Linked DNA regions of Danio rerio: region 2 is linked to region 1. The links are chromatin contacts, called in public Hi-C maps. All regions are on one chromosome and are shown on one strand. Each heading gives the region's core, a stretch centred on a gene start, on an enhancer-like site or on the middle of the called end of the contact. The rest is flanking DNA. Distances are from core to core; before and after follow the strand shown.

What was found. Hi-C and Micro-C count contacts between places; a contact is called where the count stands out from the background.
Region 2: a contact with region 1 is called in a Hi-C map of hematopoietic stem cells, with 4 times the contacts expected there. The contact joins the promoter of calcrla here to the promoter of si:dkey-10c21.1 in region 1. A contact is called at or near these places in 5 of 18 Hi-C or Micro-C datasets (caudal fin, embryo, fibroblasts and 2 more) and 1 of 4 datasets of contacts at active chromatin or transcription factors (caudal fin).

What each region holds. Positions count from the first base shown.
Region 1 is chr9:43,997,412-44,002,346 of GRCz12tu, forward strand. It overlaps si:dkey-10c21.1, which reads left to right and starts at 3,033. Exons shown (of 5, transcript XM_073912327.1): 1 at 3,033-3,366; 2 at 3,876-3,932; 3 at 4,015-4,141; 4 at 4,287-4,343; 5 at 4,471-4,935. The coding sequence starts at 3,084. The coding sequence ends at 4,299.
Region 2 is chr9:44,149,105-44,154,159 of GRCz12tu, forward strand. calcrla (calcitonin receptor-like a) reads right to left here and starts at 1,499. Exons shown (of 15, transcript NM_001004010.2): 1 at 1,324-1,499. It overlaps tfpia (tissue factor pathway inhibitor a), which reads right to left. Exons shown (of 7, transcript NM_182872.2): 7 at 3,669-5,049. The coding sequence ends at 4,982.

The DNA of each region.
Region 1 (4,935 bases), core at 1,783-4,282:
ACAAACATAAAAAAAGTAAAAAGTCAGTGCTCTAATTTTTTTTTCAGTTTTGTTTTTTTCTATATCCTTTAGTTTGCTCTAAAAATAAATAATAACCAATACGATTTATTAAATATTTTGTAAAAGGCAATTAGATGACTTTACTTAAAGCGAGAGTTCAACCAAAAATTAAAATGTACTCATTATTTACTCGCCCTGAAATGGTTATAAACCTTTATGAGCTTCTTCAATTGAACACAAAATAAGAAATTTTGAAAAAAGGTGAAAACCTGTAACTAGGAAAAAAATAGTATGGAAGTCAATGTTTACAGGTTTATAGCTTGGTTAAGATATTTTACTTGATTAAATTACAGATTTTTTTGTGAACTACCCATTTTGTTATTGTAGTAAAACCCTTGCCTTCACCCAAAAAATGTAAAGTACCCACACCATTTACTGTACTCTCCGTCAAGTGGTTTTAAACCTTTATGATTTTCCTTTTTTTTTCTATTCACAATTCTTTAAAAACATTTTAAATTAAATACTGTTTAAATTTGTGTTTATTGTATTCTGATAAACACAAAATAAGATGTTTTGAAAAATGCTGGTTGATGGTACCAACAGGCTTCCATTGTAGGAAAAATATGTCAGTGGGTACCAACAACCAGCATTCTTAAAATAACCTGTTCTGTGTTTATCTGAGAAGAAAAAACTAATTCAAATAGTTTTGTGATTCCATTCATTACTTTTTCTTTGGCTTCGTCCCTTTATTCATCAGAGGTCGCCACAGCAGAATGAACCAGCAACTTATCCAGCATATGTTTTACACAGCAGATGGCCTTCCAGCTGCATCATAATACTGGGAAACATCTATACACACTCATTCACTCACATACACTACGGGCAATTTAGTTTGATAATTCCTTACATTTATATAGCGCTTTTCTGGGCACTCAAAGTTCTTTACACAATGGGAGGAATCTCCTCATCCACCACTAGTGTGCAGCATCCACCTGGATGATGTGACGGCAGCCATTTTGCGCCAGACCACACACCAGCTGATTGGTGGAGAGGAGACAGTGATAAAGCCAATTGGAATATGGGGATGTTTAGGAGGGCATGATGGACAGAAGCCAGTGGGCAGATTTGGCCAGGATGCCAGGGTGAAACCCCTACTCTTTTTCGAAGGACATCCTGGGATTTTTAACAACCACAGAGAGTCAGGACCTTGTTTTAACGTCTCATCCGAAAGACTGAGCAGTATAGCATCCCCGTCACTATACTGGGGCAATAGGACCCACACAGACCGCAGGTTGGGTGCCCCCTGCTGGCCTCACTTACACCACTTTCGACAGCAACCTAGCTTTCCCATGTGGTCTCCCATCCAGGTTCTGACCAGGCGCAGCCCTGCTTAGCTTCAGTGGGTGACCATGTGAGAGTTGCAGAGAGCTAGCTGCCAGCTAAAGTTTATTCAAATCACCTATACCGCATGTGTTTAGACTGTGGGGGAAAATGCAGCACCTAGAAGAAATTAATGCCAACACTGGGAGAACATGCAAACTCCACACAGAAATGCCAACTGACCCTGCTGTGACCCAGCGACCTTCTTGATGTGAGGCGACAGTGCTGTGCAGGGGCGGACTGGGACTAAAAATCAGCCCTGGCATTGTAGCCACACCAGCCCACATTACCACACCGACACAGCACCACCCAAGGACACACACATTCACTACTTATATTGGTGTACAGATGGTAAAATTATATAAGCAGTACCTATTTAAGAGATATTTAAACATTTAATGTATGTGACTGAAACAAAAACAACCCATTCATATATGCAATCATCTCATTCATTTTCTTTTCGGCTTAGTCCCTTTATTAATCTGGGTATCGCCAACTTATCCTGCATATGTTTTATACAGGGGATGTCCTCAAAGCTGCAACCCATTAATGGGTTACCCAATTCCCTATTGGCCTACCGAATTCACCTATAGCATGTGACTTGTGAAGGAAACCAGAAGGAAACTCACGCGAACATGCAAACTCCACACAGAAACACCAACTGACCCAGATGAGGCTCAAACCAGCGACTTTCTTGCTGTGAGGCGACAGCACTACCTACTGTGCCACTGCACTGCCCCATTTCGAGACTAGTTCAGTTAATTTTATGTATTTGGCAATGTCTGACTTGACTGCCTTTCTCTTTTTATGGTCCATCTCTGTCAATTAGCTTGTGTTGCACTTACTGTTTGTTTGACATTCTTGCCAAATTTTGATTATGTCTGCGTAACCTCAGATTGGGTCGGCCCATCTCGAAACCAGCCGGTTATTGCTGATTGACCAATGCTTAACATGTACTATTATTCTTACTATTATCACCATCATCATCATATTATTCACATCTCGCACGAGATAAAAGCTGCCTACATTTAAAAAACAATACATATGAAAAAATAAAAAAATTAAAAAATAGCTGACCGGCCCACATTTAAAAAATGGTCCGGCCCTTCTGGCATTTGCCAGAATTGCCAGATGGCCAGTCCACCCCTGGTGCTGTGTCGTTCTTTTTGGACGAATAATTCCTTTAAAATAATTAAGGAGATCATGAATAAAAGCATAACTATAAACGTAAAAAGTAAACTTTGTTACAAATGCTTATTCATGTCTTTAGGTAAATGTCAACTTGTCATTTTTAGACAACAGGTATCTAATTGCTTTAGCGGTGCATTTTATAGGTGGAACACTTTTAAATAAGATGAAAAATACAAACGGCTGCACAAGCATCATACACACACTTACATTCATAATCTCACCGTTATAAATACACCCTGATTATTTATTTACCATATAAACAAGACAAGTCAAAACCCAGATTTATAATCTCTCTCTGTAAGAAAAAGTGCACGCTTTATAAACGGGGTTCTGGTTTTAAAAGTTACCCAACTGTCGGTGAGAAAAGAAAGGATATTCATGGTCTGACCACTTCCTTTATTTGACATAATCGCCTCCCAGCGGTAGACTACTACTAAATGCATTCGTACTAAATGCACGAAGCGAAAGCGAAACCGGAAGCTTTTTCTTTTGCGTGCAAGCTGTTGTAGAAAATGGAGAACATCGTGACCAACAAACCTAATCTCATCAAATGGCTTAGTTTGGATGCGACTCATTTATTGCAGCATGTTCAGTCAAAAGGGATAATAAAAACTGAGGAGTACAACGATCTGATGTCCCTGAGTTCTTCTAGGATAATAGTTATCCACCTTTTGGATTTACTCATTGGAAAGGGTGAAAGTACGTGTCGGTCATTTCTGGAGTTACTAAAAGAAGATGATGTAAATGAAAGTTTTCCTAAGCTGAGAGAGTGGATCATAACAGTGGACACTTCGGGTAAGTTGCAAATGCGTGCACACTATAATAGTGTGGGCTACTTCGTTAATTACAGTTCATAAAATGCATGTGGCTTATTTTAGCTGGTGTGTATGCACAGAAAATGAAAAAATGTTTTCTTAAAGATCACATGGGAAACCTTAGATGTTAGGCAGTTTTTGAATGGATGAATACGCCCAATTGATGTAGGCTACATGTTCACAATTGTCACCATGGAAAAGCAGATTCAAGTTCAAGTTCAACACGTGGAATAAGCTACGTTTACATCAAACATGAATTAAATGGTGTCTACAAGCCTTACTGTTAAAATGTATAGTAATCTTTGGAAACTATAGGCCTTAAACCTATAAGCCATAAAAATACAATTATTTTGGCTTAATAAAAAATAAGATTTAGGTTATACATTTGTCAATGGCTACAGCTGAAATCCAACTTCAAATATTTTATGTTAACTGCTGAATAATGCATTAAGCTAAATTAAATACTGTATATGTTCTTGTCTTTTCCAGTGACTGCAGACATGAATGGAAGTCCAAGTCTCAAGGCATCAGGCACCCAAATAACATGTTTGTGGGATTTATTTATATTTATTGAGGACATTATGGGATTAGAAATGAACACAATTTGACAAATATTTTATGTAAACAGGCAACATCTCTGCATCCAAGGGCAGTCATGTATATGCACCTACCATAGCAGGTTCAAGTACAGGGCCCGTTGTAATTAATACAACAACGACTACACGTGGCGGATCAGACTGTAAGTGTAATTACAAGTAAGTTAGAAGTGCTATACATAAATTGACTGAAGCTATGAAACATTTTTTTATATTGAATAAAATCGCATGAAACTATTACTACTACTGCTGCTACTACTACTAATAGTGTCAAAATAAACGTGTTTTTCTTCTAAATTTTCAGACCAGAAAGATGAAAGAGACTGGGGAGGAGGAGAAACTGGTGACAGATCAATACAAGGTTAATTATTTATGACATATTTAAAAATATACACATATATAACATTTTTAATTTATAATTGTATAGATAAATCAAAATATATATATCTTTTGTATTATATTAATTATATATACATATTTTTTTCCAGATTGTCAGAAATTTCTAAAAGCAAACATCAGTGCATTGGTTCAAAATGTGCAGATGATTGATCCAATTCTTGATGATCTTAACCTGCACAAAGAATCCACTGCAAATGTGAGAGCGAAGACAACCAATCAAGATAAGATGAGGAAGCTGCTTGATTGTGTGAATTGCGAAAGCATCGCTAAGAAGCTGGTCAAGGCTTTGCTCAAGCATGAAAAAGATCTAATGATGGAAATCATGCAAGGGGTGCCCGCTCGTTAACTACACGGAAATGTAATTCATCTTTTTTTCAAGCATTGCAAAATTGAAAAAGTTACGCAGATGGAATAACTGGTAGAGTACTGTAGCTGTTTGCTGAAGAATTGGGTACAATTTTATTTATATATTTTAAATTGGTCTTTGCAGGTCCACAATGTACCTCACCATTGGAAACAGTCTTTTATCATTCCAGTAGCAAACCATGACCTCA
Region 2 (5,055 bases), core at 249-2,748, 150 kb after region 1:
ACTTTAAAATGTAGATATTTGGACCAGAAGCAAGACAAAAAAAGTCTAAGAAATTAGTTTTTATCGCATAAATCATATAAATGCATAAAAATAAAGTCATTAAAAATAATTCTGTAGCTTACAGTCAATATAATTCAGATTGGACAGTACATGTCTTTGCGATGTGACTTTTGCAAATGCGCACATTGCGATGTCGATGCTGAAACGCTATATTGTGCAGCCCTACACTTTGTATATTATATGCATATAATTTTAAAATAATGTGTAACATTTAATTCTTACATGTGCATTGTGACAATTATTTTTCCTTTGTCTTTTTTATAACCTCTATCTCGAAATTTACAAAGTAGTACCAGATATGAATTTTAATTTAAATAAACTGAACGTTTGATTTCCATCATAACCCTATTTATTTGTTCCATACAGGTACACTACCGATGAAAGGTTTTGGGTCAGTTTTTTTTGTGTTTTTTTTTTATGCAAATTAGTCTGTTCATCAAGGCAGCATTTATTAAACGTAAAAAAAAAGTTAAATTGTTTAGTAATTATTTACTACTTATTATATGTAGTTTCAAATTAAATTATTACTTTAGTCATTATTGCTTTTTTACTATTAATATTTAGGCCTATAATAATAATAATAATACTAATAATAATAATAAAAATTAATCTTTAAAATTACTGGAATAGTTATTTTATAATACAATAACATTTCACAATTGTACTGTGTATTTAATGAGCTGACTCCAAACCTTTAAACGGTAGTGTATGTATGTATGTATGTATATATGTATGTATGTATGTATGTATGTATGTATGTGTGTGTGTATGTATGTGTGTGTGTGTGTGTGTGTGTGTATTGATATATATATATATATATATATATATATATATATATATATATATATATATATATATATATATATATATATATATATATATATATATATATATTACAATGAGCAGTATTTTTGTCAGTAACTAAATGCAAAATAAATGAACATTACGGTCAATTTGTAGATGCAATCAATACTATTGTGATTAATGCATGCAAACAATGTACTCACGAATCATATTTCTGCAGTGTGCTTTCACAAAAGAGTAATGAAATATCAAACTGCTTAACTGTCGACAGTTTCATATACTACCGCATATATTGAAGCTTTATAGTAATTTATAAGAAGTCTGTTCAGCCATCAATTTTTTTTCAACATTATGATATGAAGCCCGGCTGACTGAAGATCTTCCAGCTGCACTTCATAAATTAATTCCCTGCACATGCATAATTCAACAGCCGCTCATCAGTATCAAGCATTTCCTTACCTGTAGAATAAATCCAAGGTGTCCTGGGGATGTTCAAATAAAAAAACGAGCGCTCCTTCTTGTTATTTAAATTCACAAACAAGTCATTACTTTCCTTCTGCGACGTCACGACCGCACAAAACGATGTCAGAGTATCGGAGCGCCAGATGAAAGAGCGCACGAGCCGCGCACACTGTGAATGACGACGGCTGTCAGACTGCAACATATTCAGCGTAGAGGCTTCCTGTTACATCATCAGCGCCAATCCCCGCCTCAATGCACACTCCAGCTCTCCGTACACTGACTGCTTCATCTCATTTAAAACACAACTGATATTACCATTAACCCTTTTGCGTTCATTTGAAGTAGTTACGCATAGGTGCAAAGAGGACGAAAAAAACATATCAAAGTAACATAGGCTATGTATTTAAAAAAAAAAAAAAAAAAAACTTTAGCAGCATTAATCTCGATGTTAACAACCAAAATAATTAATTACAATAATTAATTAATTAAAAAAAATAATCATTAATATTATTTATTATTTTTAAGGATTATTTTTCCTAATGATATGCTATATTAGGCCCATAGCTAGCCTGGTAAAAGGACTGTTTTTTTTGTTTTTTTTTTTCTCAAAAAGTGGACTTTCTACAGTTATGTGACTCATTTTCTATTTAATTATGAGCTTTATATACAGCATTTTAGTGGCATTTTAAGCACTATTTTTATTTTTAAATAAGTTTGTGAGATGGTCAAACTTTTTGATGTACCAAAAACATTTCCTAAAGACTTAGAATAAAGAAATCTGGAAAAAAAAGGATTCTTATATTTAACATACAATTTCATTGCATTATATATCACTAGGGGGGAAATATGAACCTGTTAAATTTTTAAAGTAAAATCTGTAGCCTATTTTCAGATATGAGGCACATAACAAACTGGCCAGTATATACACACACACACACACACACACACACACACACATATATATATATATATATATATATATATATATATATATATATATATATATATATATATATATATATATATATATAATATAGAGCTTCACCATTTTTCTAGCCTCTTTTAAAAAGTAGTTTGATAATTCTTGGTTAACAACAAAAGTAACTTTATTATGGGCCACCTTTGGTGCTTCACAACATTTAATTGGTCATTTTTTCCTTCAAGAATAAGGTCCAAGATTTAGAATAAAATGTTTTTTTTTCTATTTAACAACAATACAGTAAGAGTTGACTTTATTTGCAGGTCTTACTTTAGGTCTTAAAGGCTTTTTTAATAATTTTTTTTTTGATAATTCATGATGGTATAAGGTCAAAATAGGACAAATAAGCTATTTGGGACAAATACTGGACCTTAGTCTCTCGGGGCTGGTTCTTTCGAACCACCCAACACCCAAAATTAAATTAAATTAATATATTTAAAATATTTAAACTGAATTTGTTTAAATTCAGCTAATATAAGTTGTTTACAAGCATTTAGCAAAAAAAAAAAAAAAAAAAAGTAAATCCAATGAATATTTTTTTTCAGTGAAGCACTAAGTTGTACTTTAATTACTCTTAGATCAGTGTATTGTAAATGATCATTGTCACATACAATAAATAAATAAATAAACTCCCCCTAACACAAGTGTTTCAAAACATAATCTGATATCTTAACAATGCAAGCAAATAATTAGAATTACATAATTTTTATTCATTCGGACTGCAGTGCTCAAAAGATTGATCTCCTAATTAACGCTTGATTCCACCTTAAGGATGTAATCCCGCCAATCAGTCAATTTGAGGAAAAAGTCTCAAATTGGAAGATCTAGAGAAGGGGTGCCCAAACTGAGTTTGGACACCTCTGATCTAAAGCACAGACTGACATCGTGTTCTCAAGACTTTTTCTTGTAGTTGTTTGTATCTACATGTAGCCTGAAAGTATACTCAAACTAGATGCATTTAGTAACATTTGTAGTCTGACCTACAGTAACATCTGAAATCAGAGGATAATGTAGATCAGAATACACTTAATATCCCTCAAAACGCAAAAAAAAAAAAAAAAAAAAAACTTAAATACATTTTATTAATAAACTAGATGTGATGAAAAATTAATACATTAAGGACCGAAGCATGTATTAGAAAAACTGACCGAAAAATATATATATATTTTTCATTCTTTTAAAACCTGTTTTAATCATTTTTATATCAAAATTTAATCATTTTATCAATAGGTGCAGTTTACCAAATGCTTTACATTTTTTATATAGTGCATAAATGTTAAAGACACCTCAAACTAAAAAGCTCCTCTTGCAGACTTTAAGATACACAATGATCCTTACCAGTAACAAAGCCACCAAAACATGATTCAAATAAAAGTGTTTAATAAGAGTACATATTTAAGTATGCATTTTCACCACTGTCAGTGGAGTCCAATATGTCTTCTTAAGAGTAACAGCTCCATCTTGTGTAGAAAACAGAACAAGTCATATAAGAAGGGTTTTTTTTTTGTGTGTGTATCTGCTTGCTTTTTTCTCACATGTATTAAGAAGTCCTACTGTATAGCATGTTACTTACTGGAAGTTAAAGATGTTAGTAATTTAGTTATGCAGTCAAAAATGCATGCAAATCCAAAATGTAGTACATTAATACATAAACTCAACATATGATGATTTATCACTGCGTCCTGGATATACAGTTGAGGTCAGAATTATTAGCCCCCCTGAATTATTGACCCTCTTGTTTATTTTTTCCCCCAGTTTCTGTTTAACGGAGGAAAGGTTATTTAACACTTTTCTAAACTTAATAGTTTTAATGGCTCATTTCTAATAACTGATTAATTTTATCTTCGCCATGATGACAGTAAATCTTTTACTAGATATTTTTCAAAACATTTCTATACAGCTTAAAGTGACATTTAAAGGCTTAACTGGGTTAATTGGGTTAACTTGGCAGGATAGGGTTATTAGGCAAATCCAATATATACATAGCCCAAAGGGGCTAATAATATTGACCTTAAAATGTTTTTTTCAAAAATAAAAAACTGCTTTTATTCTAGCTGAAATAAAACAAATAAGATTTTCTCCAGGAGAAAGAATATTATCAGAAATACTGTGAAAGTGTCCTTGCTCTGTTAAACATCATCTGGGAAACATCTAAAAAAGAAATACAATTTAAAGGGGGGCATATACTTCTGACTTCAACTGTGTATATATATATATATATATATATATAAAAGTTATTTCAAACAATGAGAAGAATGAAAACTGATATATATGGAGTGCAAAGAAGAAAACAAATTAGTATGCACCAGAACAATTTTACATAAAGATGAAAAAGTATATAGAAACCTCAACAACTGTTTATAAAAAAGCATAAATACTCAGTATTAAATAGATTCATAAGTGGCATTGTGAACAAAGACAAGATATGAGTATTTATAATGCAGAGGAATTTGCATTTAAGTGTCCTATCTTTCACCAGAAAAGAGTAGTTAATTATGTTTTACATTTAAAATATGTAGAATGCTTACATATCTGAAGGCCTGATTAAAATCTATTAATTGTGTTAATTATATACATGACTGTAATATGTGTCACTAAAACTGCTACCACAGCACACGATGTACACAGTGTGGATAAAAGAGTGGTTTAGGTTTTGGTTTCATTAAATAATCTAGTTTAGACAGATCGGAATAAGATATTAGAGTTCCTCGTCTTTATCCGTATTTGCTTTCTCCGGTGTTGATCTGAAA